2 separate regions of the Sus scrofa genome follow, and region 1 is linked to region 2. A link is a contact called in public Hi-C data. All regions are on one chromosome and are shown on one strand. The core of a region is the stretch at or near the end of the contact, and the rest is flanking DNA. Distances in the headings are between cores, read along the strand shown. Region 1 overlaps SYK (spleen tyrosine kinase). Region 2 has its middle 45 kb from the start of SYK.

Region 1 (7,483 bases), core at 1,225-3,724, 78 kb after region 2:
TGTCAACTGATTAAGCCAGGCCCACCCAGGATAATCTCCTTAAATTAAGTCAACTAACTAGGGATTTTAATCACCTCTGAAAAATCCCTCTGCAGTACTGTCAAGATCACAATTTGATTCAATAACACAGGAATGTAGTTCAGGCTAACTAGATTGACACATCAAAATGCCTTCACCCCCAGGAAGCAGTAACCCAGCACTTTGAGGAAACGAGCCCTACTCTCACCCCTGTCCTTGTCCCAAGCAGGCTGAAGTCAGCTCAGGTCACCCACAGTGACTAAAGAAATATCCAGAAAATAAGTTTTAGCAGATCTTTAAATGAAAGAAGAACATGTCCAAAGAAAGCTGAAGAAAATATCAGTAAGGCTACCTACAAATAAAATACAATGCATGGATAAGATCATCAAAAGAAAGATAATACATTTGAAATAAATATTAGTAATACTGATATGTATATAAGGTTAATAGGTTAATATCATTAATATATAAAGAGAATCTATAGATCAATAAAAGTTTTAACTATGTAACAGATTAATGGACAGAGGATAGTTGAGGGTAAAGCAACTATAAATAGCTCTCTCTCTCTTTTTTTTTTTTTTTTTTTTGTCTTTTTGTCTTTTTAGGCCTATACTCATGGCATATGGAAGTTCCCAGGCTAGGGGTCTAATCGGAGCTGTTGCTGCCAGCCTACACCACAGCCACAGCAATGCGGGATCCGAGCAGTGTCTGCAACCTACACCCCAGCTCACGGCAACGCCGGATCCTTAACCCACTGAGCGAAGCCAGGGATCGAACCCAAAACTTCATGGTTCCTAGTTGGATTCGTTAACCACTGAGCCACGACAGAAACTCCAGCCTCTTAACATTATTTAACCAATTTTAAAAGATAATTAAATATTAGAAACGAATTAATCTGAGTAATACTGTAAAAGTACTTTAAAAAAATTATTATAGCTTATTTACAATGTTCTGTCAATTTCTGCTGCACAGCAAAGTGACCCAGCCACACATCCATATACATTCCTATTTTCACATTATTCTCCATCATGTTCCATCACACGTGATCCTATATAGTTCCCTGTTCTATATACAGCAGCATCTCATTGCCTATCCATGCTAAATGCTGTAGTTTGCATCTATTAACCCCAAACTCTCACTCCGTCCAAATACTGTGAAAATACTTTTCTGACAAAAAGCGGGCTGTTTTCTATTTAAATTTATAACAACATTGAAGTATGCATTGAATTTCCCTAAGTGCCCCAAATATCAATAGTTAACTAATTGAAGGATTGTGGGATTTAAGCAGTATATTAAAACTATTTTGATTACTCACCAGAAATATTTTAGGAAAACCAATGCTCATATTTGCACAAGCAGAAGGGGAGTTTTCCATTATTTTACCAGTCCTGAGAAAAGACTTGTGGGAATTATGTCAGATATCCCATCTGTTCATCCAAGGGACACAGAACTTTCCTAAATTTGTTCATTTGATCAATATTAATAGTTGTTTTTGTAATGCAGCCACAGAAAGAACATGTTAGAACATGAATTAACCCTAACCTGTAGGTAGTTTTTGACAAGTGTGCTTTGATTTGCAGAATATTGTTAATCAGATCATTTAAAATTTCATAATACGTTTTTCTTTTTTCTTTTCTTTAGAGATTAGTAACATTTTAACATTTAACTTATAAATGGATTTAACTGAAGAAGACAAATATAATTCACCCTCTTCTCATTCCCACCGTACACTTACTCTGAGGGCTGGTAGTCCTGACCCGAATAAAATTCCTCCTATTATTAGCATTGGAATATTTTTCTTTGCTACTTTAAGTACATAGACATAGCCTTCTGTTAAGAAGAACAATTGGCAGAGTTTGAGCAGCAGCCTTAAAGACCGTGACTCTTTTTCCCAGTTCCAAGGCACGCTTTCTAAAATGAGACATAGCATCCACATTTATCTTCATTGTGGAGAAATGTCCCAGAATTTCAAATGAATACCCATTTTTCATGTCTTATTCCAACACCTACATTGAGGACTGGAATATTTAAAGACATTTTAATGCATGATTCACTCGGGTTTAGCTAGGAGAGAGAAAGAAAAACTTCTAAAATCAGACCTGTTTACTTCTGGACCAGACCCTTGAAAAAATGTTTCCACATCCTTATAAAGGGCCAGATTTTATTTTATTTATTTATTTATTATTATTATTATTATTTTGTCTTTTTGTCATTTCTTGGGCCGCTCCCGCGGCATATGGAGGTTCCCAGGCTAGGGGTCTAATCAGAGCTGTAGCTGCCAGCCTACGCCAGAGAAGGGCCAGATTTTAGATCTTTGCTTCTAAGGGGAGGGAAGATGAAGTGTCAAGTGTTTCTTGGCATGGAGCCGAAGCAAACCTCAGATTAGCTCATGCCCTGGCCAAGGAGAGTGTGCCTTAGGACCAGTCATTCCCCCAGAGAGTCAAATCCTGTCTGATTTGGGCAGCCAGCATCTCTCAAGCCTACTGGCCCCTTTTGTCACTGCCGTTGTGACACGTATGTTGTCATCTTTATTACTGCTGCTTCCTGATTTGAAAACATCTTTTAAGAAATATGCAAATGAAGATCTAAAAGTGAACCAGTGGACATGGCAATACTCCCAAACCAGGAAACTTTGAATTAGTCTACCAACTCTATAACCGCAATATGTTTTTTTTTTTTTCTCTTTTTTTCACTTGTGAATCATTGGCACTCAATGAATATGTGTCAAGTATATTTTCTACTGTCAGTTAAGCCTGGCCAATATGAGAAAAAGCATTATAATTTATAACCTAAATTGATTTTCTTTTTTATTACTGTGGAGTGATCTGTTTTTACTCAAATTTATAAAAATCACAGATTACTCCTTGGAAGTGGAACTCTAAGATAGCTAGTGCCATCTAGTGGTGTCCTACGGGTTTGACTTCTGTTTCAAATATTAGCAAAAATAGGGAGAAAAGCAACAGTGAACATTTCATTTACACCTTGTTTTCTATGCAGAAAAGGTGATGCTATTTATTAAGGCAGAATAAGTGATCAAATGCAAAGCAGAAAGAGTATCATCAAATGATAGAGTGGACCAGCAATGTTTTTCATTACATTAAAATTTCTTTAGGCGTTCCCATTGTGGCTCAGAGGATAAAGAAACAGACTGGAATCCATGAGGATGCAGGTTCGATCCCTGGCCTCACACTCAGTGGGTTAAGGATCCAGTGTTGCCATGAGTTGTGGCATAGGTTGCAAACGTGGCTCAGATCTGAGATTTCTGTGGCTGTGGTGTAGGCTGACAGCTGCAGCTCCAGTTCAACCTCGAGCCCTGGGAACTTCCATATGCCACAGGGGTGGCTGTAAAGAGAATTCTAAAAAATACTTTAAATTCTAAGTACTAACAATACTTCTATAATTGATCATTTTGCCCTAGAGCTCATTCTTAACAAAGCCTTCACATTCTTTTCAACTGGGCATTTGATTCAGAGGTTTTCTTTGGGAAAGAGGAAACTTCACATAAAGATGAATCTTCATATAAAGTCAATATGACCCCTTTAAAAGACACAGCAGAAAACCTCGCATTTCTTCCAAAGAACCTTCTCTGGAATGCAGGTCCATCTTCTGTCCCAGTCAGGGCAAGAAGGGCTGAGGGATCTGGGCAGGGAGTTCAGGGCTCTGGCTGGAAAGGCTTGTGACCACATGGTGGTCTGCGTGGGTAGCATTGAAATGAAGCTCTGAGCCACCTCGGCTTGAACAATGGGGCCCTCCCTTCCAAAGGAGGACCCCCCTTCCAATCTGTTTCGTTATCTGTGGCCAAGACAAGCTAGGGGTGAGCACCACACAGTCATTTGGAGTGTGTGTTCCTGTGTCCAGGGCTTTAGGCAGACTCTCTTCATCATACTGTTCTTTTTTTTTTTTTTTTTTTTTGTCTTTTCTAGGGCTGCACCTGCAGCATATGGAGGTTCCAAGGCTAGGGGTCTAATCGGAGCTATAGCTACCAGCCTACACTATAGCCACAGCAACACCAGATCCTTAATCCACTGAACAAGGCCAGGGATCAAACCCACAACATCGTGGTTCCTAGTCAGATTCATTAACCACTGAACCACAACAGGAACTCCCATCATACTGATTCTTATATCTCAGGCCCTAGAATCCTTTCCAGTACTTTTTACACCCCAACGTGTTTTTAAGTTCTTCCCCAGAGGATTCATACATTAGGTAATTGCATTCGGACTCAATTGTAACAGGCTTTAACGAAGTCCTCCTGCTCTGGAGAAGATTCCATCAGGGTGGAGGGGCTGCAGCCCCAGGATACGTCCCTAGATAGGCAAAGGGTGGGAGGTCTTCAGGTCAAGAGAAGGCGGGCTGTGCCCTCTCCTTGTCCGTGATTGGCTGGTCCTGGTATCTTGAAGTTTTGTCTTTGGATTCAGAAACCTTCCTACCTGGAGGGAAAAATCAGAAAAGTTGAAATGAGAGTCAATATGAACCTAAAAGGGAATTTTTTTTTTTTAACCTGAAAACTATTTCCTTCTTGGAGTTTAATTACCAGAAGGAACTGAGCAGAGCAGGAGGCTGGCAAGCCTTGGGAATGACAAGTTTTTCCTGGGACCGTTCTGTTGAGTCAGGGTAATGATACCACACATGAGACATGAACTTGCACCACGTCCAATAGTCTTGTCATGATACGAAAATTTTTAAAAAATGGAAAATTGTCATTTGGAATTATCCACATCCTTAATATAAAAACTTGAGAGAGAACTCACTTTATTTTTTTTTCTTTTTAAAGCTGTACCCTTGGCACATGGAAGTTCCCAGGCTAGGGGTCGAATGGGAGCTGTAGCCACCGTTCTACACCACAGCCACAGCAACACAGAATCCAAGCTGTGTCTGCAACCTACATCACAGGTCACGGCAACACTGGATGCTTAACCCACTGAGCAAGGCTAGGGATCGAACCCACAACCTCATGGTTCCTAGTCGGATTCGTTAACCACTGCGCCGCGACGGGAACTCCCTGATAACTCACTTTTAAATCACATTAGTATGCACTTACATCTCCCAGGTTGAAGGTTATCTTCATTCATTCATTCATTCATTCGTTCATTCGTCATGTGTTTGTTCAACACATTTTCGTTGAGCACCAATGGTGGGCATGGCAAAGCTCTGATGCAGTGACTAAATGGCTACGCCTCCTGAAACTTATATTCTGCTTTCATTCTTGATATATCCCAGCTACTTCTATTAAACAGCTCAATAACGATGCTGAGCTCGTCGTCAGAAAATGGATCTGACGACATCTCATTGACATATAAGAGTGGATGTCCTTTCGCCTGTCAGAAGGGCCTTTGCCACAGAGAGCAGTGGCTCTGCAGAGCTCTGTAAGCAGCAGAAAGAAGGTTTTGGAGACAAGTGGCCAAGTGGCAGCGGTGATGCTCTGTGACTTGGTTACCGGACTTTTGGTTCCTGGACCTGGGTTGTCAGGAAGGCAGCTAAAGGCTCAGTGTGTGCCGGGAGATAAGTGACTGTGTAAAATTAAGCTTAATGTCTCTGTTTCTTTAAATTTCTCCAAAATCTGGCAGTATCTCATTTCTTCCCGGCCAGTGTTTGGGCACTGCTAAGGGAAATGGATATGTAAAATTTCTACTCGACTCAGGCCAAAAGGAAAAAAAGAAGTTCGAATCACCCGTGAACCTCACTTATAGCCATGCCCTTGTTTTAAGTCGAGGGCGAAGGTGGTTCAGGCAGACCTGAGATAGAAACTTTGGAAAGGGAAAGGTTATAGGCCTGTAAGAGTAGATTCCCTCCTCCCATGATTTCCTGCTGCAAATCGATGCAAATCACATAATAGGGAAGCTTGCCATTGATAAAGGCCAGCAAAGCTTTGTTTTGATATACTTGAGTTACCTGCTCTGGGTAGAAGGAAAACTACTTTTCTTTGGATTAACAAAAAGAGGCTGCCCCAACTGAGCAGGGTCCGTGACAATGAGGAGGAGGAGGAGGACAGAGATTAACAGCAGCAGCACTGGGCCCTGGGCTGGTGGCAGCCGCTTCCTCTTGGGCCCTCTAGCTTGCTGAACAGTGCCACCCTCTGACATCTACCCAAATGTTGCTGCATCTCCACAGCTGGTAAAGATACAGGAGGATACTAGGAAAGCATAGATGCTTTAGAGTTGGAGAGTGGGTGGAAGCTGGTGGTGGATACTTAATGTTTTTATTTTTTGTCTTTTTGCCATTTCTTGGGCTACTCCCGTGGCATCTGGAGGGTCCCAGGCTAGGGGTCAAATCGAAGCTGTAACCGCCGGCCTACGCCAGAGCCACAGCAATGCGGGATCTGAGCCACGTCTGCAACCTACATCACAGCTCACGGCAATGCCAGATCCTTAACCCACTGAGCAAGGCCAGGGATCGAACCCTCAACCTCATGGTTCCTAGTCGGATTCGTTAACCACTGAGCCATGACAGGAACTCCCTTAATGTTCTTTTTAAATAACTTCCTTATAATATAAAATGAATAATGTGAAACAAATCCAAAGGGATAGTGAAAATCCTCAGCATCTTTTAGCAGATATATTTCAAATATTTAGAAGAAATATTTGAAAGAGCGTGTACGTGGGAGGGAATTCCACCCAAATTGTTATGCTTAATTCTCCCACAACACCCCCTGAGACTCTTGCAGGCCCTGTCTGTTGTAGGAACATGAGTTTTATTTAACCCTCCCAGCATCCCATCAGTTGCCCGAAGAATGAGATAAGCCATGCTGCTGTTTGTTTGTTTTTTTTTTCCCCTGTGTCTTTCTCTCATTCTTTCTTGCATAAGTCTTCTCTGCATAAGTTTAAATGTGATTATTTGAAAATAAAAATAATTATACGGATCAACTCAAGAGTGTTATCCAGGAAGAAAAGTGAGCTGTTATCATTTGTGTGCCTCAGGCCTCCTCGCCCCAAGGGAACCGGCCAGAGAGTTTGGTGTCGTACAACCCTTACGAGTCAGACCGAGGGCCCTGGGCCAACGAAAGAGGTGAGACATGCACCCTCAGTCCCTGGACGTTCATAGCACAGAGGCGCTTCCTACAGTCAGGTTGCAGCGTGGGCGCCACCATTCACCCCACTGTCAGCAGCTGTGACATAGAGGCGCTTAGCAGTGAGTGCCTTTGTCATCTGGCAGATGCCACGTGTCTGTGAGCAGTGGTGTCTGTTGCCTGAAAGGGTCTGAGTGGCCTCCCTCATGATAAAGTGGCTGTGTTGAAAATAGCCTCCAGTCCTGCTGCTTCAGAATGTCTCATCTCTTTGCAGCAGTAACTGATATTCCTCAAGGTTTTCGTTGCTAAGATCCTGTTCTGGGAAAGAGGTCCGGGTCCATGAATAAGTGTCAGCAGGAGGCGCAGTCACACCTGGCTGGTAAAAAACGAAGGACTGGGTGAACTGTTGGGATTCTGGACATGTTTAGGGAATTGTGGTGATTCTCAGAGGCCAGGAGA
Region 2 (7,866 bases), core at 259-2,758:
AAGCAAAGTCAGCAAAGGGAAACAACACTTGGGGTGAAAGAAGAAAGCCTGGGAGAAATGTGTTGACTTTTACGAAGATTTTTTTTCTCTAAGTGTTTGTGTGATTATTTTAACATTTAAAAAATCATTAATACATGTTAATTAACTATTAATATTATTCAAAGCTCAGAAGGACTGCAGCAGAGCCAAAGGCTGTTAGAGATGGAGCCCAAACTAAATCTCACCTCCAATTAGCACTTCCTAAGGAAACATAATCTTAGTAAAAGCAAGACTGGTCACCTTCTGCCCATTTCAAACAGTATTGCCAGAGGTTTTGCAGCAGAAAAATAGACCAATGGCTATTTCCTTCGTTATGTGCGATAAAATTAAGTCCACTGGATAACATATAACCCTAATAAAAATCCTTCACTTGGGTTAAAAATTTAGTGGCAAAAATAAATGGAAGAGAATGTCCCACTAAAGGCTGAGGGGCTCCAACAGAATGTAAATGTTTCCTATCAACTGAGTTTTCTCCATGGCAATTATAATCTAACAAGTATAAATTTTACTTCATTGATTGTATTTTGGCTCAAGGTACAGGTTTTTGTTGCTGTTGTTGTTTTGTTTGTGTTTTTGGCTGCCCCGTGAGGCATGTGGAAGCTGCCCAGCCAGGGATCAAACACATACCATAGAACAAGCTGCTGCAGTGACAGTGTGGGATCCTTAACACAGTGCTCCACAAGGGAACTCCAAGGTACAGCTTTTTAAAACAGGCACTGCCAGCCGGTGTTACCAAGAATGCAAGCAAGGGTCTGGAAACCGTATAATGGGAAAATTTTAAAGAGAGCCAACAGAAAAAAGGAGGGGAAGCAGGTAGGTGTTTTTAAACCATTTTAAAGACTAAGGAGAAGGATGAAACTTAATTTTATTACCTCCAGGTGTCAGAATTGGTTGTGGGTAAAAAGGAAGCAAGTTAAACTCACTGTCAAGAACCTTGTAGTAATTAAATGCCTCAGAAAACAGCCCTGTTGGACAGACTGAGCTCACCCAAAGGTATGCTGTGAAATCCGACCTTTACCTAAGGCAGTGGCCACCTGGCAGGATTGCATGGGCCTTCTGGTCCAGTCAGCAGGTGCGTCTTGGTTTGGTGTCTGGGAATCGACCACACAGTGAACAGGATTCTCTTCCCAAGCAACTGTACCACAAATGGGCATGCCCCTGAGTGCCTGCAGCCCTTGTACGGATCAGGCAGCCAAAAGGTCACATGGCAGGAGGCAGGCCTGTTGTTGGCCATGTGCCCTTTTTTTGTATATGAAGGCCCCTTGTTTGAGCCTTCTGCTCCTGGACTGGGGTGTGTGTGTGGGGGAAACCAAGGCGCACACCCGGCTCCTCTCCCTTCACCCCTCCAGCCTGCCACGCGGACCCCGCGGGTCAGGTTCTCGCGTGCTCTGGCTGGCGCTGCCCTGCCCTGGGCGCTGGGGGCGCACGGGGTACACGGGGCGCACAGGACGCACGGGCGGCGGGGCGCGGCGGCCGGGAGGAAGTGCGGGCTTGCCCGGGCGCGTTAAGGAAGTTGCCCAAAATGAGGAAGCACCGTACGTTGGGTGGCTGAGGCGACTCCGGCGGCGGGAGCAGCAAGGAGGAGCTGGCCGCCCGGCGCTGCGCCCGGAGCTGCCCCCGCGATCGCGCCCGCCGGGTCACCAGAGCCCCGAGCCCCGCCCTCGCCTCACCTGGCATAGGTAGGTGTGGCCGCGCGTTCCCTCGGTTTGACGCACCGGGACGCACCTTTGGACTAGGGGAGGCGGCGAGGGAGGAGAGGATGTGGCCCTTCCTCCTCGGCCCAGGTCTGTGCACCCTGGCACACCCGGGCAGGTACGCTCAGGCCCTTTGGCCTTTGAGAATCAAAGGGAAAATTTGATAAAATTTTCCGGATAAGAAACAGTGGGGTTGTGCCCGCTTTTCTAAACCTGGTTAGTGCGTCTCTGGGGATCCCGCTGCTGTTCGAGGAGTCAGGGGCTGGCGGGAGGCTGGGGCGTAGCGGCGAAGGCGCTAGCCGGGATCCCGAAACTTAAAGCAGCGAGCGCAAAAAGTGCGGAAGCGAGTGGATCCTGGGAGGCGAGCAGGAATCCACAGGGACAGGAAACTCCGTCTCAGGTCTCACATTTTCGTTTGGCCATTTACAGAATTACTGGAAAATTCCACTGTATTTATCGAAGTGACTCACTGTAGAGATAGTTGTGCAAAGATTTTATTTATACATTTTATTTATACATTTCTTTTATTCCAGAAAGAACGAACATTTGCATAAAAACATGAAACTTTCTGAATCACGACTAAAATGTAGCACGATCGCTTTTTCCTTTTACAATTTTCATGGTGAAATAATTTAATTAGCTAGTGAATGATTTGGGCTACGGGAGTTTTAGGTAGTAAAATGTGAATTTGAGTTAAAGATTTTTTTGGCGATATGGCTTCAAAACCTTAAAACCACCTTAATAACGATTCATAGGCGCTTCATTTTTTGATTTGTTTGAATAACAAGAACTAGAAAGACAACCATTGGAGAAGTTAGAGTTGCAAACTTTTGACCTTTTGAGGTGCAGTTCCTTTGGGAAGGGGGTCTTGTTCACTGTGCAGTGTATTCTCAGTCACCAGCCCAAGCTGTTCCCACTGACTAGTGATCAGAAGGCCTGTGGAATCCTGCCAGGTGGCCTCTGGAGAAACCCTGTTGCAGTTTATTTTAATGAGTTTGCCTGACTCGCCAAAGATTCCCGTTGAACCCACGTATCAGTGTTGACTGGAGTTGTTCTTTTTCTTCAACCCCGGAAGCATTTCAGTGTGTAGCGAAAAAGACCTGAAAATGTCCCACCACATCTGAATCTTCATATTAAAAATAAAATTATGAGATGATGGGGAATTCCTGAAAGAAATGGAATTGATTCTAGTGTTTTGTTTGTTTGTTTAGGAAGAGCAAATGCATGGCTATTACACAGGCAACATTTTAGTTAAATGCAATTTAAATTTATTGATGTACCCCCACACCTCACCCCTCCCTGAGAAAAAAAAGCACCAAGCAGAGAATGGATAGGTTTGTCTTTGAGCTAAAGTTTAGATATCAGTAAAGTATTAGGTGTTTTAAGTGAGGTCTTGTCTATTAAAATGATTTTATCAAGTTATTTTGTTCTGTCTACAATGAACCTTTGTTTTGATCTGTTTAGAGAAATTTTGCAGTGAAATATAAACTGATTTGTATTGTTTGTGTTTGAAGCGCTCAATATGTAGGATTTTATTAACAGTCTTAATAACTAGAATGTTTTTAGTGTTTTAATCAAGGATGAAAAGGGGTTATATTTTATGTCTTTACCTTTCCTGGGGGGTGAAATTGTAAGAAAGATCATTTTAATCACTAGATTTGCATTTCAGAATAACTTGCTTTAGCCTGCTTTAGGTTCCTACTTAGTATTCTAAGTGCACATCTGATTTCTCTGTTTTTAAACCAAGCACTTCTTATAGGACATCACTTATGCATATCCATAATCATTATCCAAAACCCTCGTGCCAAGATATGTTTTGGAATGTAGGATTTTTCAGGATTTAGAATTCAAATTTAGAATCTGGATTTCAGCCTTGAGAAAGATATTTCTCAGAATTTAGAAAGGTGTGCATCCATGCTGCTGCCATATGTTACACACCACTCCAACGCAGCCTGGGCAGTATCCTGTTATCCCACATGTTATTATTTCTGCACCAGCAGTGTGACTAGTCTCTCTAAGCAGAATAAAGAGAGGCTGCAGATAACTCAGTGTCAGTTCATAGGTGTTGTCACTAAATGAGGTTCCCTATAAAACTTGTTTTTCAGAGTTTTTGGAGTTAGGGCTACAGGACTGAGTCTGTATTAGACTCCATGGAGCCCCCGTTTGCTTCTGAAAGCAAATTGCATTTCTGTTGCCCAACAACTCACACTTTCCAGTAATTAGATGGGTTAGTTTCCCCCTTTTCAGAAAGTCTGAAATGACAAGATTTCACTGAGTTTTCAATAGTAACAATCAAAATCATACAGAATCTCCAAGTAAAAAATAGGATATTTTATCCTTATGGATAGACCTTCAGACAGCAACATTTTTGATGGTCTGATTTTAGGGAGAGACTGCAGTAGTTACTTAAAGGAGGGGTATTATATCAGTGTTTACAGCTGCAGTGTGTCCGTGGGAGAAATACTGTTTCCTGTTCACTTTGCAGCTGGTACTATCTCTGCCTGTTATCTGTGACTAAGGAATGGCGGGGGACTTTTGTATAATCTGAGCTAATTCTTGCTTTTTCGACTTTCACCATATAGATTTTTTCCACCTCTCCCCTAACTCACCTGCCCCTCAACACTTTCTTCCACTTTGGGTTTGCTTTAGCTGCAAATGAGTGAGAGAAAATTAGGAACTTAGGCCTTTGGGTTTTAAAAAATGTCTACACACTGAACATTGCTTTTCTTTTAAAGCAATTGAAATCAAAAGGCAGAGCCTTAAAGAGAGATTGGAATGAAATTGCCTGACTTAATTATGTGTTACCATCTTACTCTTCCACCTCGAAATTGAACAAGTCTGATTTTTTTTTTTTCCACTCAGAAAAAAGAGGGGTTTTTTAAACTGAGGAATTATGGAAAGATTAAAAAAAACAAAACTAACCTGATTGGAATTTAAATAACAGATTTATTCATTCATTTTGACTTTATATTAGCAGGGAAATTTTCTATTAGCTTATAATTTTGTCTGGCAAAATGGTAGCTTGCATCAATTTTAATGTTTTTTTGCCGTTAAGAATGAATTACATAAGTTGTCTCCTATGAATCCTGAAAAGTGATTGAATTGGAATCTTAGGTATAGTCAGATTCAGCCTCTACCAAAGATACCAGTAGAAGGAAGAATATTTAGTTTCTATTACAGTAGGTTTAACAATTCAAAAATGACTCTTTCAGAGTTCCCTTCCTGGCTCAGCGGTTAATGAACCCAACTAGGGCCCATGGGGATGGGGGTTTGATCCCTGGCCTCACTCAGTGGGTTAAGGATTCAGCGTGGCTGTTGCCGTGAGCTATGGTGTAGGTTTCAGATGCAGTTTGGATTTGGTGTGGCTGTGGCCAAGCAAGTGCAGCTCCGATTGGACCCCTAGCCTGGGAACTTCCGTATGCCGTGAGTGCAGCCCTAAAAAGCCAAAAAACAACAACAAAAAAACCTCCAAAAAACAAAAACCTCATTCTATTTCTCTCTCTTCTTTTCATTTTTGGCCACCCCATGGCATATGGGGTTCCTGGGCCAGGAATCAGATTCAAGCCGCAGTTGCAGCTTATGCCGAAGTTACAGCAACATCAGATCCTTTAACCCACTGTGCCAGGCTGGGGATCGAACCTGCGTCCTGGCACCACAGAGACACTGCTGATTCTGTTGCGCCACATGGGGACTTCAAAAATGACTCTCATGTGATTCTTTTATTTCTGGGAAACCAGGTCTTTATTTTTGGTGGCTGCCAAAGGCTAATGATCATGAAGGTAATACCTCGATTACCAAGCAGGGTGGACCAAACTCTTTTATGATAGATGGTATCTGATAAGCAGCATCCTCTGTCCTGGGGGTACCCCGCTCTGGCACTGGAGTCCTGGCTGCTGAAGCTGGAGATGGCAGTACCCCTCAGTGCCGGGCTGGAGCCCTGGAGGGGAGCACAAGTGTGGGAGGATTCTGGGCTCCCAGACTGGCACTCTTGATGTGAGCAGGCAGCACAACTGACCAGAAGAGGGTGGGGCTGGTGCCTGCATAAGGGAGGCCCAGGCCTAGATACAGTCAGTAGGAGAAGTGTGGAAAGATGGAAGAGGGTTAAGGGCCCAGTTTCAGGAAAAGCCACAATTTAAATATTGGTTTGTGTAGTCACACTGGGAGCATCTGAATGTCTAACAGTTAAATCTTCTGTGTTCCCACTTCATCTGTCTTAATTGCTAAATCTTCATGCTGTCCTGGTCAGTCTGACTATTTATTTATTTATTTGCTTTTTAGGGCTGCACCCATGGCATACAGAGGTTCCCAGGCTAGGGGTCAAATCAGAGCTACAGCTGCCAGCCTATACCACAGCCACAGCAACACTGGATCCGAGCCGTGTCTGTGACCGACATTGCAGCTCATGGCAACGCCGGATCCTTAACCCATTGAGCGAGGCCGGGAATTGAACCGGCAACCTCATGGTTCCAAGTCGGATTTGTTTCCTTCCACTGCACCACGACGGGAACTCCAAGTTTGGTAATTTATTAAATCTGTTTAGATTTGGTTGTCATGGAAATGTTCTAGTGGGACCAGAGTTAATCTGTTTTTTTAAACTTAATTTTGACTTACAACAATACCTTCCCAAGGTCCAGTCCTGCTCCCCCAAAGTAACCTATTAATCTTTTCGGCTATTTCTTCTAGAATTTTCTGCCCTATTTCCTGATGATACGCTTGCTCACTTGCTTTCTTTTCTTTTCTTTTTTTTTTTTTTTAAATGTATCAGTTTTAGGCAATGTCTGCTGACTTCCTACTCTCAGGGGCAAGTGCGTGGCAGTCCTAGACTCGATTACCCAGGATGGTCTTTCAATAATTTGGGGTTAAGATGCTGTTTGGTGTTTACTTTGCTGTGCTTATGTTCACTGCTAAAGCACAGTGTATAATATAGTTCCATTTTCTTTCTTGTACCCTGCATTGTTTTTCCTGGGGTAAACTCATTTCATTTTGTGTTTTCTCAGTTGATCCTATGCCCTGACTCCCTGACATGAAGCTAAAACTCTCCTTGACTCAATTTCCCACTGAGTCAAATATACCAACAGCAATCTATCTGTTCCATTTCTCTCTTTCTTTCTTTCTTTTTTTTTTTCCTGAAACCCTCTACCTCCTTGCACCAGTATGACAGCTTCTTGTTACATACATATTCATAACTGAAGCATATTTTGTGGGAATTGGTTGGTGAAATATATTTTCTGCAAGTTGCTTATCATACCCTGTATTTGCTTTTTGGGGTCTTAATATACCTCTTATCAACATTCATGTATCTTTTAAATCCATTGTAAATCCATTGCCATTGCTGTTGAAAACATTTCCTCCAAACTTTTTATTGCTGTGGTCGTTTGTTTATACATTTTATTACTTTTTGTAGCTTTCAGAATTTTATAACTTCTGCCATTGGGATGTATTCTAAATCATGCTTAATGAAAGATTGTTTTCAGCTCCAGTTGAGCAATCATCATTTACATCTCTGTATTTGCTCTGACCCTGAAGTTTTTATTATCTGAGGGTTGGAAATATTATTTTCCTGGGAATAGGGAATCCACAGGGCTTTAATCAGAGCGCTGGCCTTGATTTCTGAAGTGGGTGCTGTGCAATTTTATTTATTTATTTATTTATTTATTTATTTTTGTCTTTTTGCCTTTTCTAGGGCCGCACCCGTGGGATATGGAGGTTCCCAGGCTAGGGGTCGAATCTGAGCTGTAGCCACCGGCCTACGCCAGAGCCACAGCAACGCAAGATCCGAGCTGCATCTGCAACCTACACCACAGCTCATGGCAACACCAGATCCTTAACGCACTGAGCAAGGCCAGGGATCGAACCCGCAACCTTATGGTTCTTAGTCGGATTCGTTAACCACTGAGCCACGATGGGAACTCCCTTGCTGTGCAATTTTAAATTGTATTCCCAGGGGAAGCTTTCCTTGCTCAGTAAGTGAAATACTGTAGACAGAATGAAGTGGAGTACGCTGGAGAACTGTTATGGGCTGGCTCAGAGCTGCTGTGCAGGGATATGCACGGTCAGGGCCAGTGTCCCTAATTCACTGATTGTGCACTCTTCTGTGGCCATGGGATGTGGTTCTGTTTTTATTTTTATTTTT

What was found. A called contact is a pair of places that touch in the nucleus more often than the background predicts.
Region 1: a contact with region 2 is called in a Hi-C map of alveolar macrophages, with 2.2 times the contacts expected there. The contact joins two enhancer-like sites. A contact is called at or near these places in 1 of 5 promoter capture datasets (liver), 8 of 47 Hi-C or Micro-C datasets (alveolar macrophages, blood, liver and 2 more) and 1 of 2 datasets of contacts at active chromatin or transcription factors (alveolar macrophages).

The regions. Positions count from the first base shown.
Region 1 is chr14:2,131,952-2,139,434 of Sscrofa11.1, forward strand. It overlaps SYK (spleen tyrosine kinase), which reads left to right. Exons shown (of 13, transcript NM_001104952.1): 7 at 6,936-7,023. Among named protein-coding and RNA genes, the nearest start is that of SYK, 32 kb to the left of the region's middle. Within about 2 kb of position 2,475, at least 4 of the 83 cell types and tissues checked have an H3K27ac peak or open chromatin away from gene starts, as enhancers often do. A contact at or near this core is called in alveolar macrophages, where this site is marked.
Region 2 is chr14:2,055,118-2,062,983 of Sscrofa11.1, forward strand. No RefSeq gene overlaps it. Among named protein-coding and RNA genes, the nearest start is that of SYK, 45 kb to the right of the region's middle. Within about 2 kb of position 1,509, at least 36 of the 83 cell types and tissues checked have an H3K27ac peak or open chromatin away from gene starts, as enhancers often do. A contact at or near this core is called in alveolar macrophages, where this site is marked.